Regions from separate parts of the Sus scrofa genome. Here region 1 is linked to region 2. The links are chromatin contacts, called in public HiChIP or PLAC-seq maps. All regions are on one chromosome and are shown on one strand. The core of a region is the stretch at or near the end of the contact, and the rest is flanking DNA. Distances in the headings are between cores, read along the strand shown.

Region 1 (6,253 bases), core at 945-3,444, 540 kb before region 2:
CAACCTGCCTCAGGTGCTTCTTGGTCTGGAGCCAGGACAGCCAAAGCCCCTGGAGGTCCTGTTATCAGAGCAGCTCCCTCCTCACACATACGCTGGAGGTCACCTGTCTGGAGTCTTCCTGTGTCCTCAGGGAGCCAACCAATTTTCTGCCATTTGGGATGAGTCCCTACCACTCTGCCTCACTTTCCCCCTCTGCACAGCTAGGGGTTGCACCACAGCAGGCCCATGAGGAGTGGGACAAGAGCCTCTGCCCCATGATGACTGCAGGCAGAGCCACTGGCCAGGAAGTAGAACTGGTGGAAGGCCCTGAAGCCCGAGGCACAGAGCAGGACTGCCTGGCCACTAGCTGTCACCTGGCTGGCCAGCAGCCAGGAGAACATCTGTTTCCTTTATCCTGCGGGGCAGCTGGAAGGGACAGGGTCACTGCAAGGTTGATGGGCCTCTGCAGTTGCCCCAAGGCAGAAAGGACAGCTGGCAGTGTGGGGTAGACGAAAGGATTGCTCTGAGGTGAGCAAAGAGCTGGAGAGGCCAGGGTACCCCATGATATGTTCCCAGGTCCCAGCTGGGGGCTCCCAGCTGGCCTCCAGCTCTCCGTCACAAAAGAAAATTTCCCAAACACACTTGCAGGAACGGGAGGACGGGTGGGGAGGTGGATGAGGGAATAACACCTACCCTTGAAGCCTCCCCTGCACCAAGGACACAAACCCCCTTCCTGTTGGCTCTTGGTGCTTCTGTGGGAGGGAGGGTGGACTTGTGTGTGAGGGGCTGGGGAAGTTGAGGCAGGGGTTCTGTAGGGGCAGTGGGGAGCCGTGGCAGGGCACTGAGCATGAAAGTGACACATCTCAGAGTCTATGGAGGAGAGATTTGAGGTGTGGGAGCATCAGAGGCAGAGTATGCACATCTCTCTGCTACACACACACACACACACACACGCACACACCCACTCCCTCGGGCACACCTGTGCACATGGAAGCGCTCACACTTACACAGCCCCACACATTGTCCCACACAGACATGTGTCCACACACAAATCTTTTCACCTATGCAGGCAGACACCCTTAGCATACACTTTGGTACTGATGATAGCTGTATAGTGTAATAGTTCACACTGGTATACCACACTGGATCCTCTCCCCTGTGCATTCACACTAAAGCACAGATCCTCCGAACAGCCCCCCTCCCCAGCTCAGAATGTTGCCAAACCAACCTCCGACCGGCTGGGTCCTCCCAATCCCATCCCGCCGCTTCCCTCTTTCTTGGGATCACCGCGTCCAGCCCAGAGCAGAGCCCAGTGCCCCCGCAGCCTGCTCACACACGTGAGCCTGCGCACGCACGTGCACGTGCGGACAGCAGCCGGGGCCTCGCTCCCGCCCCTAGAGCCACGGTCGGCCAATGAGAGCTCACCAGGAGCTGTCTCCTAGGTGACCAGCGGAGGTGCAGGCTACGGGCTGGGAGGGGCCGGGAGGGGCGTGGCCACGGGAACGTCCCCTTCATCCCCTACCCCACTCCCAACACTTGTGCGGGCCCTAGTCCTTACAGATTAGAAGGCAGGGCTAGGCTGAGGGCGGAGTGGTAGGGGTTCCTCAGAGGTGCCCAGATATTGAGCCTGAAATAAATCCCAGGAACGCTGGTTCCCCTGGATGGGCGTGGCAGGTCAGCATCTTGACCAGAGATGCCTTGTGGGGTTTGTGGGGCTCAAAGACTTCGGGGCAGCCTTTATGACCCAGTATGGTCTCCTCTTTCCAGAGGGTTCTGAAGAGCTTGCATTGGCTTCCTTTTCCTGAAATGCCCACGATCCTTCCCTCCAGGCCTCCCCAAATATTCTTCCCTCTGCTTGGTATGTCCTCTACCCCCGCATTTTCCTCTTCTCCACTGTGTACACACACACACACACACACACACACACACACATGCTCACTTTTTTCTGACAACCTTCAGCTCATGGTATAGGTCATCTTCCCAAATAGTCCCTTTCTCACTGCCACCTCTCCACCCGCCAATTCTGTCAACCCCCTGGTCCAGGGCCTGCCACTACTGGGACTAGGCAAAAACTCTACACAAAGCGTAAAGAGGTGAGGGTTGGTCAAAGGGCCTGACGGTAGAAAGTTAAGCATGGGATCTGGAGCCAGATGACCTGGGTCTAAATCTTGGCTCTGCCACGTACCAGCTGTGTGCCTTTGGGCAGCTTGCCCATGTAACTTGTGAGGATTAAATTAGATCATGCCTGCAAAGCACTTCGAATAGCGTCTGGCACAGAGCAAGTGACCAATCAGTGTTTGCTTCTACTATTATTATTCTTATGGACGCCCCATCATATATAATGCCACCTTCTCCCACAGTTTCTAGCCCCCAGCCTTCATTCAGAACATTCAGCGCAAGCATGGGGCCCTGGACCAGGAGATTCACAGGGGGTGAGCAAACACAGGAGGGTTTGTCCCTGACACACAGCCAGACTCGTTCCAATACCGGGTGCCCTGTCCAAGAGGGAAACTTGTCCCACCAGGGTAGAAATTAACAGCCGAGAGTGACAACTAATCATAATTGATTTTTACCCTATTGGGCAGACAAGCCTCCCCCACCTTAGGAACATTAAGAACAAGCATGGTTTCTAAAGGGGCCCTGCAAGGCTTTTCACCTTCTCCAGCTTGTGGCCCACCTACTGCTCATTGTGGGTCTGGCCTGCCTATGGTTCTCAGCCTTGGGGAGAGCTGCCGCTGCTCATTCTAGCTGCTCCCGCTGGAAGGGGTGGTGTTCCCTGGCAGAGAGGGAGGGCTCAGTCGCAGGAAGGGGCTTCACTCAGGGTCTTCTCACCATGTTTTTCTCCTACATTCAATTTGTAATTTTTTACATTTGCCCAGGATTACTTGCGCCTGCAGCCATTCTGAACTCTCTCTTCTGCTTTGTCTTCTTGGGCCTCCGTTGCTCTGGGTTGTGTCCTAGCCCAGCTTAGCAGTTGCTCCCTGACTGACCCTGGCCACTGGGTTTCCTCTCCCTGGGTTTCACATTCCCCATCTTTAAAATGGAGCTGTAATTCTTGCTCTTGAGCGCTCCTTCCCTTCCTCATTCCCCCCTATTCATCGAGTACCTCCTCTCACCCGGCACTGGGCTAGGCACCAGGGATGTGATGAGGAACAAGAATGGGAAAGTTGCTGCCCTCAGGGAGCTTAGGGTCTGATGGGGGAGACAGACACCAACCAGCTGATCACTCAAATAACACCCATTTACAAATTGTCATCAGAGCTGCAAGGACCAGGAGTTATGAGGAATTGCATGGATGGGATAGGAGGGGGCTCTGGTTCACAAAGCACCCTGTAGCCTATGTGATGACAGGAGCAATGGTCGTGCCAATAATCAGAGCTCCCAGCTTCCAAGCATGCCCCGTGTCCGTCCCTGGCCTTGGCCCTCTCGAGGTATCTCTCTCAGGGCCTAGGCCCCCGTGGGATTGTTTTCAAATGATCAACTCCCCTCCTTTCAAGCTCTATCCCCACTCTGGGGGGAGCGCAAGCAGCAACCCCCCCCCCATCCCTTTATCACAGCAAGACCTCCACTCTGACCTGCTTTACATAATTGGCTTCCAGCGAGATGCATTGGAAGTGATTTGGCTCACCCGGTTTACGTCTCTGCTCTGCTCTGCGTGAATCAGCCAGGCGGCCTGCAGCAAAACACGGCACTTCTTAAAAAATGGTTATGATCATCCCTACCTTACTGGGTTGTTGGGAAGCTTGGAGACCATGCCCATGCAAAGTGCCTGGCTTGTGGGATGTGCCCTCCGCACTGGACCCCTCCAGGACAGAACAATGGAGGCGGCAGGGGTTGTGGAGCTCTTGGGCTGGGCTAAATTTTAGCTTTTAGTGCTGTCTGTATCCAAAACAATTTGACTGCAATGAACAGAAGCTCATTGAAAGACTCTCTAATGCGGGGGTTTCTGTAAGGAGAGAGTCTCAGGGAAACCCATTATAGGAAGCCTCCCTCTTCTTTTGGCTCAGCTTCTGGCTGCACAGCAGCTCAGGTCACCGACCCTCTCTGCAGAGGGGGTGGCTTCCTCTTCAGCCCAATGGTGGGGGAGGGAATGTCTGACTGAGCACTGCCCCCGTAAGAGGGCAGCCTCAGCTCCACTCCACAATCCACTCTACCATTATATTCAATATTAAATTCCCAGGAGAAACTATGATGGGCCGGGATCAGATGAGGTGTCCACCCTTGGTCCAATCAGCTGAGGCAGCAGTAGCAAAGGGGAGGAGTAAAAAAAAGCTTTCAGCCCCATACTGCCTAGTTGTCATCAGTAGATGCCATCGTATCCCCCAGGAGAGGAGAAGGTGGTGGGGGCAGAGAAGAGTGGATGTCAATTGTTCTGTCTGCTCCCTGTGAGGTGCCCCCTCCTCCGCCGACCCCCCACCATGTGTGTGACTAGGATAAGGGGCCAATTCTTATCCAAGCCACATCTCCTCACTGGTGTCAGTGAACAAGAAATCGGCACCTGCCCCAAGTGCAGCTAATCAGAACCCTTTCCCCTATTATCTGAACTTGGAACCAGAGAATACCAATATCAGTTTTTCTCTGGAGTTCAGGCTGGGAACAGCGAGCCTGGGAGCTACCAAGAGCCATGCTTCCAATTCACAGAGGATGTAGAGAGAAGAAGCAAGCTACAGGGAGGATCCCTGATTCTACTTTTTTCTGTGGTCTCTTCAGCCTGGCTCTCAGTGGGCCCCAGGTCTGGATCCCAACAACAATGGGCACAGCACAATTAGCCGCTTTGTTACCACATGCCATGGGCCACTAACACCACATTCACTTCTTCCCAGCTAATTCCACACTTTATCTGAGGATCTGTTTCTTGTCATCTCAGTTCTAAGGTCAGTCTCTGTCTTAGGGCCAGGTTCAATGGATTCCTGCCCTTTTTCCCCAAAGGACCCTTTGATTGTAGGGTTAGAGAGATGTGAAGAAATATGATTGCACAATGAACTGCCAGGCTTCTCACCCCAAACAGAAAACCATCTGTCTGTGTGTCTCTACCAGGAGCTAAGAGGTCTCTCATCTCTGCTTCCCTCTGTATATCTCTTCCATTCTCCTCTGCATCTCTGCAACTCAAGCTTTTCCCTCACTCATCAACATGCATTTAGCTGAGCTTGACCACCCCAAGATGGTAGCCCCTGCTGGGAGCCAACACAATCTCCACTCATTTCCCAGCAGCTAACCTAATCTCTGTACCCTGATTGGCTACATTTTAGTCAGGTGACCTTAACCTGGCCCAATCAGCTTGGGCTGGGGGAGGGCTGACAGGGAGAACAAGGACCTATCCTCATTCACTAGATCCAGGAGACACCATCCCTAGAACAATGGAACATGAGGAGATTACTTTAGGACAAACTTAAAGGAAGCCATGCTTTCTCCATGAAAGCTTGTTCCTCAGCAGGTCAGGAAGAGAATGGGACTCTCAGCCAGGGGGTCCGTGGATTCTGCTAGCAGGGCCTGGTAGCTGGTGAGGAGGGACAGGCAGGGGTGACCCTCACCCTCACCCTCGAGGCAGCAGCTGCAGGCCTGCTTTGCATCCTGTCCAGATATTTCCAGTAAATAAACATTGACGCTTTCGATATCATGTTAATTTCACAGGCGGCTGCTCTGCTGACAGTTTCCACACTCCACCAGCGCCTCTTGTCAGTTTTATACTCACAGGCGGATGCCAACCCCCCTCACGGGCCACCCAACATACAGACATAAAAACAAATGGCTTAGAAAGCCCTGGTGACGTGACAGGAAATGGCATAGGTGCCTAGGTTGGGGAGAGCAGCACCGCACAGGGTCCGAAAGTTGACCGGGGCAAGGACCAGGCTACAGGGCTTAGGACCCACTGGTGTGACTTTGGTCAAGTCTCTCTGCCTTTCTGGGCCACAGTTTTTAAGTCTGCTAAAGGCATTAATATGCAGCACTCCTTCTCTGGGACCTTGAATGAGTCTTGAACAACCTCTGACTCTAAAAGACCCTTCTTAAACTTCCAGGGGAATCCAGTCCACAGGATGGCTATTCCCTGGATTTGACCTTCAGTACAACCCCTGAAGGCATTTGAACTGAGACTTACCCCCATTGTGCAGAGGGGATAGCTGAGGCCTAAGGCAGGGCAGTGATTTGCTCTGCGTCTTGGGAAGAGACAGGAGCAGAACCAAGACAGGAAATGGAATTCCTGCTCCAGCTGCTCTGACAGCTGTCAGTCACATAAGCCAGGGTCCTAGGGCCATAGGGATGGTGGGGCCAGAGA
Region 2 (5,957 bases), core at 3,157-5,656:
TGCAAAGCAGTCTTCTGGGCAGAGGCTGTGGCCCTGTGCCTGCTGACTCCCTGTCCTCGGGGCCCCAGGGCAGAGGCTCAATGCTGAGGTCTGAGGCCGCTGGGGCCAGGGCTCGGACCACAGAGGACTAGGTGTGCAGATGGCTCAGATGGCCCTGGGTGCGCTGTTGCCCAGAGGTTGCCCTCCCCTCACACCCCCACTCACCCCCTCCCCTCCCTGCCCTCGGCCCACACCTCGTCATCCTTGACGCACTGCATGGAGAGCTGGTTGCAGTGCACCCACAGGGCATTGCGGAGGATGGTCAGCCGGTCAAACTCTTGCAGCTGGAAGGCCTGGGGGGAGCAAGGGGAGAAGCTGGGGCGGGGGGTGCTACCGGGCTGGGCCAGGCCAGACCCCCTCTGCTGAGAGCCAAGTCTAAAGGAAGGATTCTTCCTGGAGAGCCCCACCCCCACCTCTGCCAGCCCCTGAGGCTTCTGGGAAGGGTGCAGCCTGTGGGATTCCTGCCCCCAGCCCTTCCTCCAGGCCCCACCGCAGCTCTGGGGCGTGGTGTACAGGGAGCCCTGGACCCTGAATCCTGAGGCTGCTGCCCTCAGCAGAGCCCAGGCAAGCTACAGGGTCTGCGTGCGCCTCAGTTTTGGTTTCAGCCAAAAGGGGCAAAGGATGACTGTCTGCAAGAAGGGCCCCTGCACAGGGCCTGTGGGATGAGTGGATGAGTGAGGGAATGAAGGAGCAATGCCTTCCCCCCCCCCCCACTGCCTCATCTCCCCCTGAAGCAGCCAGAGCAGGGGTGGTGGCTCCCGCGATGTAGCTGAGCAAGAGGCTCCATGCCTGGGGGTCACTCACCTCGCAGGTGGTCCGATGCTCCTGTTCCCACTCGCCCCGCACCTTCTCCAGCTGCTCGATGTTCTGCCTGTACACCCGCTCTGGAAGCACAGGGGGTCCTCAGGGAGGCCGCCCCTGCCTGGGTGCCTGCCTCCCACTGGAGACCCGCCCTGGCTGCCCGCACCCATTGGCACACTCGGCAGGGCCACCACCATGCTGGTCCCGCTCTTCTCAGGTGACTCAGCTCCCCGCTGTGCTCCGGCGGCCTGGGGCTGGGGCAGAGCCTTGTACACCCAAAGTCAGAGTCAGGCCTCTCGCCATCTCAGCTCCCACCATCTCACTTTCCAGATGGGAAACTGAGGCTCAGCGAGGGCAGCACACAAGGAGGGATGGAAGGGGCATCAGGAGCTGTGGGGCTGGGAAGCCAGGGGGGCTTAGGCCATGACCTCTGTCCCCCAGCCAAGGGAGAAGCTGGGTCCTGGGAAAGGCAGTGCCACCAGAAGGGAGAGCTTCCCAGGGAAAGAGAGCAAGGAGACGCTCTGTCCTAGGAATTGTGCCAGCAGAGACAAGAGGTGTGGGGGGCTTCTGACATCAGGAGAAAGATAGAGGAGACAGGCCCTGAGAAGGCTGTGTGCATATCTGAACACCTGTGGGTACGAGAGCGGTGTGTGCGAGGAGAGGGAGCCTATCTCCCTCGACTGTGGCTGTCCGGGCCCTGGGCCCTGGAGCCGAGGGCTTCTATTTGCAGTTATCACCACTTCCTCGCTCTGTGACCTTGAGCAAGTTACTTAACCTCTCTGTGCCACCAGAGTTTCCTCATCTGTTAAAAAGGGGGATCAAGACAGGGATCACTGTTGTGGTGTGGAGTAGTTCAAACGTGCAAACCACCAAGAACCGTCCTGGCAAATGCAAGAAAATGAATGTTTTTGTTTTACTCACATAAATGTGGAAGTGAGAGTGATGAGCAAGTGACAGTGTCCCTGGGGTGAAGGATGTGCGTGTGTGGTGGGGCCACCCCACCCCCTGGGCTGAGGAGGGGCCCTTCCACGTACCTGCCTCCATGGCGGAGTCCTTGCACTGCTTGGCCTTGTTCTGGCTCTGAGGAGACAGCAGAAAAGCAGCGCTGAGGCCCCAGCCCCCGGGTCCCCGGCCTCCCTGGGCATCTCAGAGGGGACCTGTCACAGCCTCCCCGGCCACCCAGCGGGACACTAAGGAGCCACATATGGGCAAGTTCCCTCGTTTAACTCCAGCCTCTCCCCACGGGCCCACAGGGTGGTTCTGATGAAAAAGGAATAAACCAGAAACCTGCAGCTCAGATGTGAAAACTAGATGCTGAGACTTAGAGCAAGAAACGACCTGGGGCCCCACGACCACTGCAGAACCCACTGCCTGGGGCTTGGGCTCTGGTCCTGACTCGCTGCCACCAACTCGCCCGCAGGCCCCTGCCCTCTCTGGGCCTTGGCTTTCCTGTCCGGGACAAGGGCAAACGCGTTCTCAGGCCCGGGAGGCTCCCACATCCCGTTCTGGCCTAGAGGTCAGAGCCGACAAGGGCTGGGGCCTGGCCACTCCGGGTGGGGGTGCTTTCTCTGCTGCTTCCTCGCCTTCTCTGGGCCCATTTCCTCTCTGTGACATGGGCCTACCGAGCCCCTCTCCCAAGGGTCATGTGAGGGTTAGCATCTGCTCTCATGGCCCTGTGAGCTCTGGGCCTGCTCCGAGGAAGGACCTTGAGTGCAGCCTGGACATGGCAAAGTGGATCGAGCTGACGCCATCTAGACCCTGAGATTCCAGGAAACCCATTTCACAGATGGGGAAATGGAGGTTCAGAGAGAGGGGAGCAGCCAGCGTGTTCCAGATGCACACCTTGCCTTAACGGTCTGTGTCACCCCTGCCCTGACTCCCGCCCTGTCTCAGCCCAGGGACACCAGGTGACTTCAGTGGCTCAACGCACCTTCTCCACCTGCTTCTGTTGCCCATTGGCACTAATGCGCTCAAAGATCTGCTCCGCGTCGTCAGCATCCCGGCACTTCTGCTCATACGTCTTCTTGGACTGGGGGGCGGGGACACAGACACATGACGTAGAGGCCCCAGAGGGAGGTTTCTGAGCTCAGCCTCTCTTCTACCCGCTGAGGGGTGTGGATGGAACAGGGGCTTCCTCACCACAGACAGGGACTGGGGGTCCAGAATGGAGATGGAGAAGGGCATCGTGTGCCCAGGCCCCTTCCCAGTGGGGACAGGGTAGCCCTGCCTGTGGCCCTGGCCTCTTCAGGGGCGTGGTCACATCAAACTACCAGCAGGGCCCTGAAAACGCCCTGCACTGTCACAGGGGCAGCCTCTGCACATGCCGTCCTCTCCTGTAGAGCCATTTTTTTCCTCCTTACTCTGTCCTAGGAGACAGTTCAGAGGTCCCCACTCCTTTCATCCCCCCAAGTCCCCAGCTCCAGCATGGATGACCCAGGGGACCACTGTCGGGACCAATTACCTGCCCATCAGGAGGAGCTCCCAAGGGCAGGTGGACCCAGCACAGCCCCACTGTGCCTGTTGCTGGACAGAGGCCTGAGGCCAGCCCTGTCCCTTGTGCCCGCCCAGGGCTCCTGGGATCCACACCCTGAGCCCTGCCACCCCCAGGCCCAAGGCCCTGGCACTCACCTCCATGGCCTTCTTGTAGAGGGACAGCTTACTCTTCTGGACACGGTCCATGACAGCTTCGAACTGCGGGGGACACGAAGCTCTGAGCGTGGGGCTGTGGCCTCGGGACACTCCCCTAGGCCAAGAGGACGGGTGTCCCTGGGATGAGGCCCAGCATCCCCTACTGGCTCTGAAGGGGGTGGCACCAAGACCCCCCTCTCCCAGGACCTGCTCTTTCACAACCAGCACTCAGAGCAGAAAGCGGGGAGCCCGAGGCACGGATGTGCCATCGTAGCCTCTCGCTACTGACCTGTCCAGACTTCATCTCTAGCTGGGGACACCCAGCCTGCACGCACGCATGCGCCCCTGTACCCGCATACAGCCATCATGCTCCGTGTACACATGCGCACAGAGTTCCACCCATGCGCAGAAGTACACGCTAAAAGGTTCCTACTGCTCATACTTGCACACACAAGGCCTTCACACACCTCTCCCAAGTGCCACCCCCCCTGCCATGAGCCTCTGCACACAGGTGAACACACACTCCAAATTTAGTCATGGCCACACACGCAGGCACACGGGGCCTCTGCACCCCCACCTTGCCTCCCGTGCTCCTCGTTCAGATGGAGGATGTGCCTGGCAGGGACTGGAAATGAGGGAATGAGACACCCCTCATGTCAGGGCTATAGCCAAGTTGTGCCTGGGGTCACAGTGGGGCCTGTGTCAGCGACAAGGCCTCAGGAAGCCACCTGGTCCAACACACACACACCAAGACACATGCATGTGTTCACAGGTGTGCACACACACACACACACCCATGTTCTCCTGGGCACACACACATGTCCATACATGCACATGTGTGCACACACATGCAGGCAGTCTTCCCCACACACTGCATCATAGCTCTCCTCTGCTTGTGGAGGACCTGGCCACTCTGCGGAAGGTGTCACTGTCCAAAACAGCTATTTGTAGACATCACAGTCTCACTGGCCACAGGAAAGCTCAAAATAGCCATCCTGGGGCCTCATGGTCACAGCAGATGTTTCCCAGGCAAGTTTCAGCCCAGAGAGGGCCTCTGCTCCTGCACCTCAAGGCCAGGCCAGTTTCTGTGGCTGGCTTTGGGGACCCACAGTCTGCTCAGGAACCCAGATTTAGAATCCTGAAAGGCTGAAACCCCAACTAGCTAGATAGGCAGACAGGGGGTGCAGCCACACTGAATTTCTGTGGTAAGAGCCTCTAATTGGAGCTGGCACCTTGCCTGTGAAGACTGAGGGGGGCTGGTTCTGGTCTGGGTCCCCAACACTTGGGAGGTGGACATAAGTGTCCCATCCTGCAAGAGGGAAACGGAGGCACAGACAGGGGAAGTGGCTTGGCCGGGATACTCAGTCCCAGCCATGAACTATCTCCTTCTTCCCCTTCCCAGCTCCGTTGAATGGATTCTTCCATTCCAGTTCCTTGGACAGTTTACAATGATCCTTCCTCTCCAAGCAAGAAGTACATCTGTGTGCTGGCCTCCCCGCCCCCGTCCAAGGCACCACCCTCATCACTGAGGCCCATCTGCCTTCCCAGAGGGCCACGAGCTCCACCAGTCAGAGTCTCAGGTTTGGGAGGGGGCCCTGGGACACAGAGGTCACCAAGCCCACCTCCCATCCAACCTCTGCTGCATCCCTCCCACTTCCTTTCCATGCGGTCCCTCTATCTAGGGACAGCCACACCCTACAGATGAGTGAAAAGCACTTTTGGATGCTAAGGTAAACTCAGCACCCCCACCACTTGCAAGCTCTGTTCCCTTCAGCCTCAGGCAGCCCTGCAGAATGGCCGCCGTGACTGACTCGCCCAAGTCCTCCTTTCTCCCGGATAAACAACCCTGATCCTTCAGCTCAGGACCAGTTTCTGGTGACTCCCCTCCTTTGGATACCCCCAAGCTGTCAGGGACCCTCTACAGCCTAGTGGAAGTAGGATAATCAAAATGACCAATGACTATGCAATGCAATACTATCAGCCATAAAAAAAAGAATGAAATAATGCCACTTGCAGCAACATGGATGCAACTAGAGATTCTCATAGTAAGTGAAAGAAGTCAGAGAAAGACAAATGTCATGTGGTATCCCTTATATGTGGAATCTAAAATCCAACGCAAGTCAATATATCTACACAACAAAAACAGGCTCACAGATATAGAGAACAGTCTTGTGGTTGCCAAGAGGGAGGGAAGGACTGGGAGTTCGGGGTTAGCAGATGCAAACCATTACACAGAGAATGGATCACAACAAGGACCTACTGTAGAGCACAGGGAATGGTATTCAATATCGTGTGATAACCATCATGGAAAAGAATGTGAAAAGAATATCTACGTGTGTACAAATGAATCACTTTGCTGCACAGCAGAAATTAACACAACATTGTGTAAATCAACTATACGTCAATAAAAATTTTTCAGAAAAAAATGTTAATGTCTTTCCCTCTTCTTGGTAGAAGATAGCTCAGTGGGAAGACCTACGGTCGGGCTT

Evidence for each region. HiChIP or PLAC-seq counts read pairs in DNA pulled down with a chosen protein or histone mark.
Region 1: a contact with region 2 is called in an H3K27ac HiChIP or PLAC-seq map of skeletal muscle, with 8 times the contacts expected there. The contact joins two enhancer-like sites. A contact is called at or near these places in 2 of 47 Hi-C or Micro-C datasets (embryonic fibroblasts and skeletal muscle) and 1 of 2 datasets of contacts at active chromatin or transcription factors (skeletal muscle).

What each region holds. Positions count from the first base shown.
Region 1 is chr7:57,671,757-57,678,009 of Sscrofa11.1, reverse strand. No RefSeq gene overlaps it. Among named protein-coding and RNA genes, the nearest start is that of HMG20A, 170 kb to the right of the region's middle. Within about 2 kb of position 2,194, at least 10 of the 83 cell types and tissues checked have an H3K27ac peak or open chromatin away from gene starts, as enhancers often do. A contact at or near this core is called in skeletal muscle, where this site is marked.
Region 2 is chr7:57,135,835-57,141,791 of Sscrofa11.1, reverse strand. PSTPIP1 (proline-serine-threonine phosphatase interacting protein 1) reads right to left here. Exons shown (of 15, transcript NM_001244186.1): 6 at 3,469-3,531; 7 at 2,771-2,869; 8 at 1,875-1,920; 9 at 844-923; 10 at 234-332. Among named protein-coding and RNA genes, the nearest start is that of PSTPIP1, 36 kb to the right of the region's middle. Within about 2 kb of position 4,406, at least 3 of the 83 cell types and tissues checked have an H3K27ac peak or open chromatin away from gene starts, as enhancers often do. A contact at or near this core is called in skeletal muscle, where this site is marked.